Linked DNA regions of Mus musculus: region 1 is linked to region 2. Evidence: chromatin contacts called from public Hi-C data. All regions are on one chromosome and are shown on one strand. Each heading gives the region's core, a stretch centred on a gene start, on an enhancer-like site or on the middle of the called end of the contact. The rest is flanking DNA. Distances are from core to core; before and after follow the strand shown. Region 1 holds the start of Cx3cl1 (chemokine (C-X3-C motif) ligand 1). Region 2 has its middle 15 kb from the start of Ccl22.

Region 1 (5,410 bases), core at 599-3,098, 43 kb before region 2:
TGGGGGGGGAGCTTCTAATTAAATCCATAGGGCCCTCGATCTGACTGACACTGGAGCTGTCCGCCTCTGCCCCCCTCCACCCCCACTGAGGATGGGGGAAGCAGGCTGGAACAGCTGAAAGCAGATATATTTTTTTTCTTTCTTTTTCTCTTTCTTGCTGAGACTTGAGTGGGAGTGAATGCGTCAGTGCTGGAGAGCAGCCTTCCCTGCTCCAACTTGCATTTGCAGGTTTGTTACATAAAGCGCTGAGCGCTCGCTCGCTCGCCTGACACAGCCCTGCAGACCCACATTTGGGGACTGACGCAGATGCCCTGCACCAGCCTGCAGCATCCCTAAAGCCTGAGACACCCCCCCCCCCTTGCTGAGGGAGCTCTAGGGTGAACCCAGCTGAATACCTCATTCAAGGGGAGAAGAAACTGAGGTTCACTGGGGTTGAGTCATCCATCCTCACTGTGTCCTGGCAAAGCCAGCAACCACGATTAGGGTCCTCAGGCATCAGACATTCTGGGTTTTCTTTTCAACCTTGCCTAGGATTTCCCTATAAGCTTAGGAAAGTGATAGCTACCACCATGACCACATGCACTTTCCAAAATGCCTCCCTAGACACTGGAGTTTTCTCACCGGTAAGGCGTGAATGCTACAGCAGTTGGGACCAGAGAAGTCAAGACCCTGCTCCATTGACACACAGGGAGGTGATGGCAAAGCAACCTCCATCTGATTCCTACTTCCCCGTGCGCACTGTCTACAAATATCTCAGGCTTGAGGGCCAGAGCTCAGACAGCAGAAAGGCAGGCACAATTTTATCCCACCACCCCCACTCCCACCCACTCACCCACCCAGCTCCCTGTGGCACTGGTGATTTAGTTCCATGGAGATATCCTTGATGCTGGGGGTTGGCTCTCATTTTTTTCCAGTTTCACAGTGCGCCCTAAGGCAGAGTGCCACCTTCTCTGAGCGACAACCTGCTAATTTAGCCTGGCTAAATAGCCTCGGCCCTCCCTGAGGATGGAGCTCTAGAGGTTAAAGGAGGTGGAATGGTCAAAAGAGAAGGTGGGCAAGGCTGTTGGTCTCTCCTTCCTTAAGTCCCTGGGCATCACTCTCTCCTGCCCTGCATACTGGCTGAGCATCCTCAAACAGATCTCTAGCTCTAGCTCTCCATCTTTCCTATGTCCCTAGGAATGTCTACACCTTGTACTACCAGGTAGTGGACTCCAGGAAGCAAGTCCGTAGAGACAAAATATTTTCTAAGCTGGGTTTGGAGAAAGTGGCAAGGATGATGGGGGAGACACAGGCAGAGAGACGACAAGCTGCACGCCAGTACTAGAGACAAGCTCCATCCCCATGAGCTGCAGTGACCTTGACCTTAACTATTTCTGGGGGCCTGGAGCGACAGGGCAGGGGAAAGTCCTACCTAGTCCCTGGCCCCGGGCCAGAGCTTATACAGGTTATAGTTAACCTCAGTAGGAAGAACCACCTCTTGTCCGTCAGCCAGGAGCCTGCTCAGGTTTCCCTCAGCCCTCGCTCTCCTCCCCACACAGCTTCTGTCTCCCACAGACACCTCCGAGGTGTCTCCCCGACTCCCACCCCAGAAGCCACTGGGATGGCTGGGACTCGCGGGGGCCTATTTTCCCCAGGGAGATGCAGTCTGCATACCCTTCCTTTCTCCCCGAGGTAGGGTCCGGGACCCACTCACCCGGCAGCAGAGTACACAAATGGAAGAACGCGGCCAGGCGCAGCAGCCACGCGAGCGGCGAGGGAGCCATGGCTGGAGTGCAGGAATTCGGCGGGCCAGGAGGCTGGGCCGTGTCGCAGCTCCTAGTAGTCACTCGCGGCTGGTCTCGGTTGCTTTTTATAATGGGCTGGCAGCCTCCGCCCCCGGCGCCCGCAGTAGGAGGCGGTGGGAGGGGAGAGGAAGAGCCTGTAGCTGCGGCTGGATTCCTCCCAGGTTGCCAGGGAACCAGTTGCAATCCTGCGCTGGGCTCCGCTGCGGGAGCGGCGCGATGGGAACCTGGTGGGTTAGCAGGGTTACCTTCCCTGGAGAACCTAGGTCTTGTCTAAGCCGGACACTGAGCCAGGGACATGCAGAGCGCTGGTCCCCGCCAGGCCGGATCTGCCAAGCTCTTTCTTGATCTGGGGGCAGATGGGGTCTTTCGCCCATGCGATGCAGAACCCCCAGCAATCACCCCTTAAAATCCCCAGATACATTTCAGCCTATGCATCTGCTGGACTCAACACCGAACCTGGCAAGCAGTTTCCTGAAACATAGATCCAGTCCTGCCTTCTATGGACAGGTGGGGAAACTGAGACCCAGAGAAGGGAGAGACCATTCCAAATCACACAGAGCTTCACTCGATAAACTTATCAAGACCACGGAGGAGAAGACTGCAGAGCCAGGGCTGCTGAGGACATGGACATGGAGGGAACATGGGCCTCCTGGCCTCCTTAGCTGTTGTGTAGCCCCTCTAGCCTTTGCTCTATCCAGGGCTGGCTGTGCCTTCTGCTAGCTCCCGAAACAGCACAGCCACGAACTTGTCTTCGGAGCTAAGGGTCTCTTGGCTCCTCTTGGACCCTAATGCAGAGCCTTAGAGAGGTCCTGCCTCCTTCCAGGGTAGCTCTGCCACTGTAGAGTCTGGCTAACCCAGCTTCTGGCTCGGATCTTCCAGAAGCTTTCTCCATGAGACCAGGCAAGACCTAGCAGCAAAGCTTGGGTACTGCACACAACCTGACTTCCCGGAAGACAGGGAGTACAATCCTGGGAGTCTAGAAAAGTCAGAGCCTCCCCAGCCTCGGGCTGGGAGTGAATTGCGCTACTCTTTTTGGGCTGCCAGCCAGAAGGAAAAACCAGTTTGTGTAGAAAACTGTCCTAGGCTAAGGTGCCAGTTGGACCATAGCCAGCCTGGTCCAGACTGCAGAGGCTGCAGCTGCCGCCCCCGAAGACCTCGTGCTCTCTCCTGCTATACATTGTAGCAGGGCTAGCACCTGGTGTGGGTACTGATAGTGTTGAGGGTGGCTGTCCTGGCAGGGATCAATATCCACTGAGGCCCAGAGAACCTGCCCTCAGCTGGCCAGATAAGAAGCCAGGAAGCCTCATTTTACAGCTGGAGAGACTTAATAAGAAGTGATAAAAATGGAGGGCTGGGCCAGGTAGGGTACCTCATGTTTGTAATTGCAGCACTGAAGAGGTGGAGGAAGGATCGTCTAAAGTTCAAGTCTAGCCTGGGCTACATAGTGACTTCCAGCCTGGCTAGAACAAAAACAAAAACAAAAACTCCAAACCAAACAGGGAAATAAAACCCAGAAGTCTAGGTTTCTTTGTGCCTGTGCAGCAGATAGGATAAGAAGGAGGGGCGGGGGGGGGACCAGAGGAAAAGGGAGAGAGAAGAGAGAGAAGACAGGGGTAGGTAGGGGAATCCAAGGAGGATTATGGGAAATCAACACTTACATATTTAAAGGGAAAGGATCTGGGAATGGAGACTTGGAATCCCTGACTGGAGGGTGAGCTCCAGAGTAGAATTTGGAGGGCAGGGAGATGGTTTGCAGGATGCAAGCCTGGCTCCAGAGTTATTGTGAAATGTTTGGATTCTGTAAAATTAGGAAGGAGGCACTAAATTAACTCTGATCCAGGCACTCTCTAATAACGTTTCCCATGGTGCTGGGGACATAGCTCAGCTGTACAGCACTCACCTGGCATGCCAAAAGCCTGGTGTCTATCCCCAACTAAACAAAACTTAATGGAGTTCCATGTTTAACACACATAGTCATGATAACACACCCAGGCTATAAGGCTAACATCCATCACTGTGGTGGGCTGCTTTATGGATGGAGTAGCTGAAGATAACCAGGGAGGAAGTCAAGAAGGATGGGATGACCAACTAGCTGTCTCTTGGGTCTGAGTCACCACCCACTGGCAAGGAACCATTTGATAAGCAAGTGTCTGAACTGAGAAGGTAAAAACAGCTTTACCCGAACTTGCTCAGCTCCAGGGGCAGTCCGTGCTCCCTCTAGACCCAGCTTCAGCTCCAGGAGCATTCCGTGCTCCCTCCAGACCTAGCTTCAGCTCCAGGGGGCAGTCTGTGCTCCCTCCAGAACCAGCTTCTCATCTACAGATGGTTGGTCCCACCCATCTCATCCAGGTTTCAAGGAGTGACTGTTGAGATGCAGTTTGGACACAGTAGCCAGGCTTTCAGGCCCATTGACCCAATTCAAGCTCAACTCTGCCCTTCCTAAAGGTCCCACTTGGGCAGGTTACTAATGCTCTATGTACTGCAGTGTTTCTGTCTGTAGTATGCTGAGGTGGTTTGAAATTTTCTGTTTTGGTTTGGTTTTTTGGTTTTTTGAGATAGGGTTTCTCTGTGTAGCCCTGGCTGTCCTGGAACTCACTCTGCAGATCAAGCTGGCCTTGAACTCAGAAATCGGCCTGCCTCTGCTTCCCAAGTGCTGGTATTAAAGGTGTGCGCCACCAAGCCCAGCAGTGGTTTGAATTTTGACCCCCATCTACTCTTGTATTTGAGTTTTTGGCCCATGGGGAGTGGCACTATTAGCAGGTGTGATCTTGTTGAAGGAAGTGTGTCACTATGGAGGTGGGCTTTGAGGTCTCCTACACTCCAGCTCTGCCCAGTGTGGAATCAGTGTCTCCTCCTTGTTGCCTGCAGAACAGTCTCCTTCTGCTGCCTTCTGATCAAGATGTAGAACTCTTGGCCCCTCCAGCATCATGTCTGCCTGCATGCTGCCATGCTTTCCACCATGATGATAACGGACTAAACCTCTAAAACTGTAAGCTAGCCCCAGTTAGATGTCTACCTTTATAAGAGTTGCCTTGGTCATGGTGTCTCTTCACAGCAATGGAACCCAAACTAAGACAGATGCTAATGGCTACCACTGCAAGTCCCCAGGGAAGTGAATGAAACTGAGGGCTTTTTTGGTGCCCAGAACACAAGAGTGTGCTAATGTTTGCAAATCCCTTGTGTGTGCCTGGGGCTGTGGTAAGACAAAGAGACTCAGAGAGTAGCAAATAAGCCATAATTCTTGGCCCCAGTGAGCCTCAGCTCAGTAGCAGGAGGAAGGTCCAAGGCCTCCCCAGGACTCTCAAGCTGTGGGGCTGAGGCAAGAAATTAGAGAACAGTAAGCTGGCAGTGTAGCTCAGTGTTCCAGTGCTTGGCTGGCATACTGAGGGCCTGGATTCCATCCCAGACTATGAAAATAAATAATAAGAAAGGAAGGAAAGGATGGGACTGGGGGTGTGTGATTTATTTGGTAGACTACTTGCTTAGCTTGTGCAAAGCCCTAGCTTCCATCACCAGCAACACAAAATTTGGTATGCTGGCTTGCAACCCTGATCCCAGGACTTGGGAGGTGGAAGCAGAAGGATTTGAATCAAGACCACCAGCAGCTACACAGCCTGTGATATGAG
Region 2 (5,987 bases), core at 2,600-5,099:
CCTATCGAGTGTAGTCCTTCAAGTCTTAGTTGGATCAATCAGAAAGGAAGAAAAGGTTTATGGAGAGGAAGTGAAGAAGTCAACTTACCTCTTTTTTTACAACCCACAGGATCCTGGGGGGGGGGGCAATTCCCTGACGGCCCCAAAGTACTCAGAGCTGATAAACATTTGCCATCCACGTCGCCAGTTAGGAAGTTGAGACACAAAGATAAGTATCTTTCCCATGGACCAACAAGCTTACTGAGAAGGGAATCAGGCCAAAATTATGCCACTGGCAGTAGGGGCCTAAATGGATAGAACACTTAGGATTGAACCAAACCAAGGAGGTGAAGTACCACTGCAGTTAAGCCTCCCTTAAGGCCTTGCTAGAACTTCGGTAATAGGGAAGCATACAGAGCCATGAGAATGGGCCATTTCTTCCTTCCCATGAGCGTTTTGTATATGTCCAGTCTTCTCCCAGAGTGGACAGGTCCTGTGTTTGTAGGCACGCTCCCCCAGCTCCCCCACTCCAAAAAGTGTGCAGCCCCATGCCACTGGACACCCCCTTCCTAAGGGCGCAGGATGGAAGTGCGGGAATATGCTATGTTCTTCTGCTCTGTGAGACATATTTATGTGGGACCAGTTTGTATATGGTGGGCCTCTGATATTGCATGAACAAATTCTGTTTTATTAGCATACAACCCAATTAATCCCATATATATATATATCATGCAATAATATGATTAGAGCCTGTTGAAACAGCCGGACAGTGGTGTGAACATGCAGGCATACACTCAACACACACACACACACACACACACACACAAATAAGAATCAGGCTGGAGAAATGGTTCAGCAATTAAGAGTATTTCTTCTAGCAGACCAGGATTCGGTTTCCAGCATCCCATGACAGCTTACAACTGACTGTAATTCCAGGAGCTCTGTTCACCTCTTCTGACTTCTGTGTGTTCTGCGTGCACATGGTACACAGACATATAAGGAGGCACAATACCCTTACACACAAGATTTTAAAAAATAATTAAAATAAGAAAATCTGTCAATCATCAATCAATCAATCAATCAATAATGTTGTGGCAGTTGGCCCCATAGTGAAAATGGCCCCATAGGTTTGAATATTCAGATTCCCATTGATGGAACAGTTTGGGAAGGATTCAAAGGTGTGGCCTTGTTGGAGGAGGTGACTAACATGCAGTACCTATGAGGTGGCACAGCTTGGAGCACACAGGGTTAAGGCACATCTAATTACCTTAGCCTCAAGAAAAGACCCATGATTCAACTAGGAATATACACACAAAACCTGTGGAAGAGTAGCATCGGCGATGATGCTAGTTCAGAGGACAGCTTGGTAAAGTGTCCTAAGCTTTACACCGTAGAAGCCTAGTATAACTCCAGAGGCATATTACATATATGCATGAGCTAGCAGCAATTAGAATCATTACACAGGAGAATTACATATACTGCCCTCCCCCCAGCCTCGAGCAGGCTGTCTCAGACCTTGCTTGCCACAGTTGCTAGCTCACCTAGGGCCCAGTCTTCTGACCTAGGTAAAGTCTTTTGTCTGCCACATCTGCAGCTTCCTGAAAGAAGTTACCTGCTTAGCAGCTGAGCTTGTTTTCCTGACAGATAAGTGACCACAAGATCCTGGCATGGTGGGGGATGGGTTCCTCCCCTTTATAAGCTCAGACCCATCAGTAAACATTGGGCCTTGATCAGAGAACTTTGTCTTGGCTCCTTATTTCTCTCACCACCTTTCCCATTCAACCCCATTCTTTCCTTTCAGGAATCCAATAACCCGCAGCCGCTGGTGGCTACACTTCCAAAATGGTTCCCACCAGTTGGGAACCAGGATTTCAAATATGAGCTTATGGGGCTTATTCACATTTAAGCCATTACACATATTAATTTAGGTTTTACTTTTTAAATAATTTTTAAAATTTAAATTACAATGACATTATCTTTCCCTTTCCTTTCCTTCTTCCCTTCCATGAAATGTAATCCCCCTTGCTCTCTCTTTCTTTAATTGTTCATATATGAATAAGCATATATACATGCACATATTTATAAACTTATATGAATATATATTTATTATATCTCGATATATTATATATCAATATACTATTATATAATTATTTATATATTAAATTATATATAATACACATAATTATTTCTGTGCATAGTATTATAATTATATATATCCTGCTCAGTGTGTAGAATGTTACTTGTATGCATATGATCTCATGGCTGTCTACTTGGTATTGGAGAACCAGTTGCTGTGTTCTTTCCTGGGAAATACTATTTTTCCACTCTCAGCCTTCTTTAGCTGGTTGCCTCTCTTTGGTTAGTGTGACACCTCATGCCTTATGCCCCTCCCACTTCAGCATCTCTATGGTGTCATTGTTGTTCAGGACTCATTTAGGTAGCCATGGTGACCGTTAGCTTTTTCACCTTTGAAGCAAAATTTAGAATCATTGGTTGAGTAGGATGAATCTACCATATTGACAGAAATAAAAATTTTAGACCTTTTACAAATTTAGAGAGCTGTGCTATAATAATAACTACAAACAGAGTGATTGCTTTTCGCACAAGTGTATCTTATATTTACAATAGCAGAATACTGAGTCAAGGCAAAAAGGTACAGAACAGGATTTTCAATAGAGGGATTGCCTGAGGGGCAGATCTAGCAACTCTAGGCCTTTTGGTAAACCTCTTTTCTCACATGCAGGATCACTTAAAAAACAAAAAACAAACAAAAAACCCCAACTCTTTAAATATATTTTTGTTTAGTTTTGTTTTATTTTGCTTTGTTTTATCATTTTTCCAGGTGCTTTTCAAAATCTTTCTACAGAGGGTAGGCAGGGTTCCTAAAGTAAGGAACATGCCTGTCCATCTCAAGAGCCGGTTGGTCTCTGGGAGCTTAGCTAAGGGGACACTAAACAAAGCCATCATCGAGCTCCAACATAGCCTGGAAGGATTCCTTTCAAGACAGGGTTTCTCTGTGTAGCCCTGGCTGTCCTGGAACTCACTCTGTAGACCAGGCTTGCCTTGAACTCAGAAATCTGCCTGCCTCTGCACCACCACTGCCTGGCCCCTACAAGGATTCTATTGCTTGTATCAACTGTTTCCTCTCACAGCTGTGTGGATGGCGGCAGGCTCCCTTGTTAGATGGCCACATCCTCAGCCTGGTGAGGTGTCTCTCTGCCTCTATCTTCCTGAGGTGCAGTTATCACTGTGCTCTGAGCCCATGGGAAACCCAGATGAGCCCAAGAATTGTGAAGTCCACTGCAACTCGCAAAAGAGTCTTTCAGTGTTTCAAGTTTAAACTCAGATTGCCTGCCTTGTACTCAACCCATGAATGCTGGCAAGCGACCCTGAGTCCAGAAAACACTGGGTTTATATACAGTATAGTTAGGAATCCCATGAATGTTCACAGAAAAGGGGAGTAGAGGGCTGTAGTCATTTGGTGGAATGAAGTAGGGGGGGGGGGTAAATGGGTGTCTGTTCAGGGAACTAATTTTATGGCCAGTCATAACTATCTGTGACCTGATCTCTGATTACCTTTTCTCCATGATTTAAACGCAAGGCCCTAGTCTCCCTTGAGCTTGTTATTTCTCTAAGGTCTCAAGGACAGGCAGGCACCTGGACTTCTGCTGCTTATCAGGAGGAGGGTTGGTTTTTTTGGAGACACAAAGGCAGGGAGGATGTCTCTTGCTCTCTCCTCAGAATGTCCTCATTAAGGGGGAGTTTTATAGGTAGTGCCATTTTAACACTAGAAGAGCGGCCAGGGAAGGGGGAGGGAGCCCTGGGCTTGTTGCAGGAGGACACAGCTCAGAAACCAGCTGTCTGCATATCTTGCTTGCTGCAGGCTGGAGGGAGGATGGGAGCTTCTGGCAGGGACGGGGCGGGGAACACAGAGGCAAACTGTACACAACACTGAAGTCTCTCTAGCATCAGTAATTTGGGGGTTTCAACACTACGATTGTGTCTGCATTTCTCCACTCTCAATGGGGTTTGTTCACACTGTTCAACCTGCCTGGTGGCAGAGGAAGATCAGGCTGGTTCTCCAGCCTGGTGGACCATTGCATAGCAAGCTCTACTGTGGTCACAGTTGCTGTTTGTTATCTGGCTGCCAAGAGGGTCTCTATATGTGCTAAATCTCCATGTGTTTAACTTTATAAATGTTTGAATTATATGTAAAGTTTAGACATACTACTCCCTTCTTGGTTGCAGATGTCTTGGGAATTAACTGTACTAAAACCACCATAAAATAGCTGCTTACAAAGCATCCGTTCAGAGTGTTTTAACATCAACAAGTCACTTGACTGAACTTTTCCTAGGTCTGGAGATGTGGCTCAGTGATTAAGACTGTTTATGCCTCAAATATTAGGACTTGAATTTGGAATCACAGTACAGACATGACAAGCTGGGCATCTCCATAAATACCCATAACTCCAGACCCAACTGGGACAGAACAGGAGGGTTGCTGGGGCTTGCTCAGCCTAGTTGAAACACCAGAGTACCAGGGTCAGGAGGAGACCCTGACTCAAAAGTAATAGGCATGACCTTTGAGATTGCTCTGAGGGGAAAGGTCCTTCCCTGGAAGGCTGGCACCTCTGTCTTACTTCCAGGAACCACATGGTGGGGAAAACTGCCTCCAGAAAGTATCTTACCTTCGCATTTCTCCATGCATGCTCACATGGCCTTAGTAAGGGTCATGCGAAAAAAATGTCATGACTAAGGCAACTCTTATAAAAGAAAGCATTTAATTGGGGCTGATAGGTTATTTCTCTGCCGATGAAGTAAGCCAATTCAAGCCAGATTAGATTACATTAAACACAGGTTTATTGGGAAGCTGTTCTTGGGCGAATTCACATGCTCCAAGGACCAAGGCCAGGGAGGTCGCCATGGAAAAAGAGAGTTTAGGAAAGAGAGAAAGGGGTGCATGAGCATAGAGAGAGAAGAGAGACGAGAGAGACCAAAATGTCTGGATTATATAGGAAAGAGCCTCAGGAGAAGGGCAGCCCAGTCCCTGAGCTAGAAAGTTCAGGGTTGGGGGCAAGAGTATGGCAGGTGGGGACTGAGGGATGGTGAGAACCTGGAGGCCAGGTCTGCTTTGATATACATCAAAATATACAACTCAGTCCCTCGTCCTGGGGTCTGAAGCCAAACAGGGTCTTGCTTACATTTTCAGAGGTTTAGTCCATTATCATCACGGCAGAAAGAAAGCATGGCAGCATGCAGGTAGGCAAGGAGGGAGAGAAGTAGCTGAGAGTTCTACATCCAGATCTACAGGCCACAGGTAGAGAGAGACTCCAGGCCAGGCTTGGTGTCTCAAAATCTCAGAGCCCACCCACAGTGACACTTCCTACAGCAAGGCCACACCCACTCCAACAAGGCCACACCTCCTACTCCTTCTCAAATAGTGCCATTCCCAGATGATGAAACATTCAAATATATGAGCCAACAAGGGCCGTTCTTATTCAAACCACCACACACACAATAAATAACTGAATGAACAAACAAACAAATAAAAGGTAAAAAAAATTAATAGGAAGTGATAGAGAACACTCAACTTGCACACACACACACACACACACACGAAGACATCTTCATCCCTATGTGTATGTCTTGGTTACTATTCTGTTGCTATGAAGAGATAGCAGTCAGGCAGGGTGCTGGAGTGGTAGCTGAGAGTTTACATCTGATCTGCAAGTTGGAAGCAGAGAGTGAGAGACTGGGCCTGTAGTGGGCTTTTGAAACCTCAAAGCCCACCCCCAATGGACTTCTCCTCCTTCCACATCCCCAGACACACCTTCTCCAACAAGGCCAGGCCTCCTAATCCTTCCCAAACAATTTTTCCAACTGGGAACCAAACATCCAAATATAGGGGCCCATGGGGACCATTCTTATTCAAGACACATTAGCATGAAAAAGAAATAAATAATAATGGGGTAATTGTGTGGTTTTTTTGTTTTTTGTCTTTTTGGTTT

The links. A called contact is a pair of places that touch in the nucleus more often than the background predicts.
Region 1: a Hi-C map of Sertoli cells shows a contact between it and region 2, with 1.9 times the contacts expected there. The contact joins the promoter of Cx3cl1 here to the enhancer-like site in region 2. A contact is called at or near these places in 20 of 39 promoter capture datasets (the 3T3-L1 cell line, 3T3-L1-derived adipocytes, the C10 cell line and 12 more), 2 of 15 datasets of contacts at CTCF or cohesin (the NIH/3T3 cell line and stem cell-derived epiblast-like cells), 50 of 484 Hi-C or Micro-C datasets (the 3T3-L1 cell line, 3T3-L1-derived adipocytes, the AML12 cell line and 36 more), 25 of 115 datasets of contacts at active chromatin or transcription factors (the HPC-7 cell line, the NIH/3T3 cell line, SST interneurons and 17 more) and 5 of 9 other capture datasets (adipose tissue, embryonic stem cells, liver and 2 more).

What each region holds. Positions count from the first base shown.
Region 1 is chr8:94,768,618-94,774,027 of GRCm38.p6, reverse strand. It overlaps Cx3cl1 (chemokine (C-X3-C motif) ligand 1), which reads right to left and starts at 1,848. Exons shown (of 3, transcript NM_009142.3): 1 at 1,694-1,848. The coding sequence starts at 1,763.
Region 2 is chr8:94,727,368-94,733,354 of GRCm38.p6, reverse strand. No RefSeq gene overlaps it. Among named protein-coding and RNA genes, the nearest start is that of Ccl22, 15 kb to the left of the region's middle. Within about 2 kb of position 3,849, at least 11 of the 459 cell types and tissues checked have an H3K27ac peak or open chromatin away from gene starts, as enhancers often do. A contact at or near this core is called in Sertoli cells and erythroblasts, where this site is marked.